2 separate regions of the Culex quinquefasciatus genome follow, and region 2 is linked to region 1. A link is a contact called in public Hi-C data. All regions are on one chromosome and are shown on one strand. The core of a region is the stretch at or near the end of the contact, and the rest is flanking DNA. Distances in the headings are between cores, read along the strand shown.

Region 1 (2,700 bases), core at 155-2,654:
AAATTTTGCAAACTGCGTTGAAATTTAGATCATTCTAGTACAACTATATTCAAACCGTTTGGTTAATTAGTACTGCAATAATACAGTATGAATTCGCTAATATGTATTTTACTTAAAACTTCATTTTTACCTTCCCCACCTCACTGAGGCTAGGCTATAACATCACTCGAAAAATGAACTTCTTTAATACACCTCTCAGATATACTCACGTATCAAATTCTGAACAAATGTCTGTGGGGATGTGTGTAAGTATGATTTTTTTTCCACACGATTATCTCAGAACTGGCTGAACCGATTTTGGTCGGATCTGCCTTATTCTGTTCCTTTTGGGGTCCCCTAAGTAGAGATCCTAAAAAGGGAGACTGGTCGAAGTGAATTTGACGTACCCAAAGAGACACAAGTTTGACGTATCCAAACGAGCATTTGCTTTTACGCCCAGCAAAACTTATCAGTGTTGCCAAGCTCAAAACATACGTTGCCAGATCGATTTAGCAAGCTTAGACCAGTCTCCTTATTTAGGGTCTCTACCCCTAAGACCCTATTAAATTTTATTCTGTTTAGTGAAGTACTTTTAATGTTATGCCATGAAAAAGTTTTTTTGTACACACAAAGAAAAAATACTCTAAATTTAAAAAAAAACGTTCGTTGGATTAAAAGTTCGCGTTGGTGACTATTCGTAGAAAGTTCAAACTTTAAATTCAAAGTTGGAAAGTTTTTGATACTACCCTAGTTGCCACCCAAATGTCAAAACCATGCCCAACATCTGTGACACTCAGAGGTGTGAATGCGTTAATAAATTTTCGACTAGAAAGCCTTACGGGTTTCCTGTTCATGTAGAACCTGTAGAATATTTAATCTAGAAATTCAATTAAGCTCACAGTTCGAATAGATTTAATAACTAAACTTAATTAAAATCTCGTTACAAAAATGATCGAAATAAAGTTTTACTTCAACAATGTAAAAATCTATCGACGTTGTTTATGGATGCCTCGTACTTCCAAACTTCATCAAGAAAGCTAGTACTCCTTGTTACTCTAGTACTGCGTGAGAGCGTGCGCACATGTGCATGGTTGGCTCTCTTTACTTTTGTTTCTCATTCTTATAGGGGAGAGAGGAAGAGATGAGTTCAATCGTGCCTGCATAAAAATTGAAACAGAACCTCCTCAACATGGATGTCTTTTGCAAAATCACATTTTGAACAGCGTAAAGGCAATTAACGAAGTTTTTAAAAAAATTAAAAAAAATGTTTTTTTTGCGATTTTAATTTGATAGCGCACAGTAAACTCCACCCACTCTCCCCTATCCCATTGTGTTTTTAGTCGAATTCCCTTTTGATGTTTTCTTTTCTCACACACTCTCCCTCTCTTAGCTCAGCTGATCGTACTCTCTGTTGTCGTTCGAGGTAGCCGTCAGTCTCTTTGGTGGTGGGGTGGTTGGTGAAGGTAAATCGCCTGTTCGCCGTCATAACCCATGTGCAGTTTGTCACGTAATCCAACTTTATTAGTGGAGTGTCCAGCAGGCGGAACGGAGCGACGCGGGGAGTTTTATCCACTGTGCGAAGTTAGAGTTGAAGGCGTGTTAGGTCTACCTGACCTGGTTAAGCTTAATACAGCGGCGACCTTCGAAAGGTGAGAAGGTGTTGCAAATTTCGTTCCGAACGCCACGAGGACCAAGAAACAGTGACGACCCGTGGAACCTGTTGTAACCACATACTAGCCATGGCAGCGGTCGAGGTCGCACAACCTGCGGACATTGCAGCTGCTCCGGTGACGGATGAGGTAAAGATTGTGAAGGCCAAGCCCGTCCGGAAGGTGTTCAAGGGGGCAACCCGGGTTGTGAACAAGATTCCACAGGCTTTGCTGAACGACGTTGAGTTGAATGCGGCTATCAGCGTGCTGCCGACGAACTACAACTTTGAGATCCACAAGACCATCTGGCGCATCCGGGAGATGAAGGCCCAGCGGGTGGCGCTGCAGCTGCCGGAAGGTGAGTTTAATTCTTGGTAGTGTATTTGACCAGATTCTAACAGATTTGCTCTTCCAGGTCTCCTGATGTTCTCCCTGGTAATCAGCGACATCATCGAGCGGTTCACCGAAGCGGACACGATCGTGATGGGCGACGTTACGTACGGTGCGTGCTGCGTAGACGACTACACGGCCAAAGCCCTCGGCGCCGATCTGCTCGTGCACTACGGCCACAGCTGTCTCATTCCGGTGGACCAAACGACCGGCATCAAGGTGCTGTACGTGTTCGTGGACATCAAAATCGACGCGCTGCATTTCATAGAAAGTGTCAAGCTCAACTTCGGCGACGGCAACCGCAAACTTGCCCTGGTCAGCACAATCCAGTTCGTGGCGACACTGCACGCAGCCGCCAAAGAACTCCGCGAGGCAAACTACGACGTCGTTATCCCCCAGTCCAAACCCCTTAGCCCGGGGGAAATCCTCGGCTGCACCGCACCTCGAATCCCGGACGAACGCACCCTGATCTACCTCGGTGACGGTCGGTTCCACCTGGAGGCGGCCATGATTTCCAACCCATCCCTCGAAGCCTACAAGTACGATCCGTACGAGAAGCGGTTCACCCGCGAGCACTACGACCACGCCGAGATGCGGCGGAACCGCAAGCGAGCGATTGACGCAAGTCGTGACGCGAAACGATTTGGGCTGATTTTGGGCACGCTCGGCCGGCAGGGGTCGC
Region 2 (2,700 bases), core at 152-2,651, 140 kb after region 1:
ATATACAGAAACTTTAACATCTAATCGCCACTCTTACCTATCGATTTCGGAAAACAACCGTGCCCCCTAACATTTTGGACTAGTCGCGCCCCTGCTCCCACAAAGTTATTCATAAATGTTTGATTCTGGGGTGTAAAAGTAAATTTTGGATAAAAAATACTTTTTCGCTCGTAGGCTGCCATTTACACCAAAACTAATATTTCTTCAAATTTCTTTCGACGTTCCTTAGGGATTGAGTTGGGCTACAATGTCTTTTCATTAGTTTTGGCCAAATTTAAGAATATACCCAGAATCTAGGGCTGTCTCATTGTTCCTCACTCATTTCAGCCCATGGATAACAATGAGACACTTCGATTTTCTTCATTAAACTTTTCAAAATCTATGGAAATCTTCCAAAACATGAATTGAAAAAGATTTTTGGCATATTTCTAGAGTTTTTACCTCATTTAACCAAAAATACAAAGTTATTTGGTGTAAATATATGGATTTAACAAAATCTAAATACATTTTAGCATAACTTTTGTTAATTAAATTTTCATATTGGCAAAGTTGCTCTAAAATGTTCAAGGCAAGTCACCTGCTACGGAACAATAAAAAAACATGATGGTTTACTAGAAAAGTATTGATTTTCATAGAGTGTCTCATTGTTCCCCAGCTGTCTCATTGTTCCTGCCAAGTGCGTCTACAATGAGACAGTTGAATAACTCTGCCTGTAGATGTCGGATCGATCTCATATTTTGGTCAATGTTAGAACACACTAAAAGAAAATGCAACAAAAGGTCATTCAAACATGCTGATGAAAAATTAGAAAAATCGTTGAAAGTTGAAAACCAAAAGTGTCTCATTGATGACTACCCTACCCTACTGCTTTCGAAAAGATCAGAAAATTTCACGAATGTTTCATGTTTTAACACTGAAAATCGGACCATTAGTGTCTGAGATATCGACATTAGAAAATTTTCTATCGTAATGTAAAACCACGGACGTGGTAAAACCTTTTATAATTAGAAATAAATTACTTACCTTGTTAGCCAATTTTCTATTGACTTCATCCTTGATGGCTTCTGGAAGTTTGAGATTGAACAATTCCGGGGCAATCCGCACCGTGTCTTTTAGCTCGGCCAGCACAAACATGTTGCACTTATGTTGTTGCTGCTTAAATAATTAGCAAAGCTTTTTGTTTGAATCAACTTTAATTGATTTTTTGGGAAAAAACTACATCAAACCGATGTAAAGCAATTTGAACAACACGCGTGTCTTTGTTTACGAAGCAAGGTGGAAGTGAGAAGCGAAAACAACACCGGTCTTTGCTGCAGTACTAGATTACTGTTGTCAAAATTGATAGGGATGTTCATTTTTCTCAGTGCTAATTTCCAATCAGTACTAGAATCTGACAGATCTCGGCCCAGAATAACAAAACCTCGTGCGCGATTTCAAAACAAAACGTGAATTTTCGCGATGAGCAGTTTTACGAATTTTTAAGTTTTAAAATCAAGTTAAAAGTTATTAGTGGTCCGAAAAATCAACCAAAATGAGTGCCGCCCAGTTTGAGGACGCGGTGGAGGACGTCAGCCAGTCGCTGAACATCATCTCCTGAAGAAGGTTGAGCTTCCTGATCCGGAACCCGTCGCACCGGTTGTGACCACCGAAGTCGCCATCGCCGATGCCTTGTTTGGCAACTCGCGGTATCGGTCGGAGAATCAGCCGTTTGATGACGAAGAGGAGGATTACAGTGACGACAGTGACGGGGAGTATTACTGCTTGGATGTGGACAACGTGCGGAAGAACCAGCAGGCAAATGTGCAGCAGTCTCACACGAACGTTCAGGGTTCCAGCCAGAAGGTGTCCAACTTTCAACCGGCCGATGCGTTGTTTAAGAAGTTTACCAACAAGATCAATGTTGAGAAGTACGAGGGACCGCTGGCGCTGCCGAATCATGCCAAGAATACGTTGATTGAGAACCAGCGGAAGACGGAGAGCGACCGGTTGAGGAGTAAGGACAAGCAAGATCGGGCTACTGCTGAGCAGGTCATGGATCCCAGGACCAGGATGATTCTGTTTAAGCTGCTGAACCGCGACATGATCTGTGAGATTAACGGGTGCATCTCGACAGGAAAGGAAGCTAACGTGTATCACGCGACGGCTAAGACCGGCATGGATTACGCGATCAAGATCTTCAAGACTTCCATCTTGATCTTTAAAGATCGTGACAAGTACGTCACCGGTGAGTTCCGCTTCCGTCACGGTTACAGCAAGCACAACCCCCGCAAAATGGTCCGCACTTGGGCCGAAAATGCGCAACTTGGTACGGATGAAGAAGTGCAACCTTCCGGTTCCGGAACCAATCTTGCTCCGTAGTCACGTCCTCGTTATGGAATTCATCGGAAAGGACGGTTGGCCAGCCCCGAAGCTGAAGGACGTCGAACTAAGCGGTTCCAAAGCTCGCGAGCTTTACCGAGACGCGGTCGAAATGATGTGGACCATGTACAGCAAGTGCAAACTGGTGCATGCGGATTTGTCCGAGTTCAATCTGCTCTATCACGAGGGCAAGATCGTCATCATCGACGTGTCCCAGTCGGTGGAGCACGAGCACCCGCACGCGCTGGAATTCCTCCGCAAAGATTGCACCAACATTACCGACTTTTTCCGGAAAAAGGACGTGTCGACGATGACGGTGAAGGAGCTGTTCGATTTCATCAC

The links. A called contact is a pair of places that touch in the nucleus more often than the background predicts.
Region 2: a contact with region 1 is called in a Hi-C map of whole body, with 6 times the contacts expected there. The contact joins the promoter of LOC6040050 here to the promoter of LOC6040039 in region 1. A contact is called at or near these places in 2 of 2 Hi-C or Micro-C datasets (both in whole body).

The regions. Positions count from the first base shown.
Region 1 is chr2:77,749,365-77,752,064 of VPISU_Cqui_1.0_pri_paternal, forward strand. LOC6040039 (2-(3-amino-3-carboxypropyl)histidine synthase subunit 1) reads left to right here and starts at 1,405. Exons shown (of 3, transcript XM_001849462.2): 1 at 1,405-1,986; 2 at 2,044-2,700. The coding sequence starts at 1,719.
Region 2 is chr2:77,892,728-77,895,427 of VPISU_Cqui_1.0_pri_paternal, forward strand. It overlaps LOC6040050 (serine/threonine-protein kinase RIO1), which reads left to right and starts at 1,402. Exons shown (of 5, transcript XM_038252372.1): 1 at 1,402-1,592; 2 at 1,595-2,291; 3 at 2,293-2,700. The coding sequence starts at 1,532. LOC6040049 (DNA-directed RNA polymerase III subunit RPC8) reads right to left here and starts at 1,259. Exons shown (of 2, transcript XM_001849469.2): 1 at 1,024-1,259. The coding sequence starts at 1,134.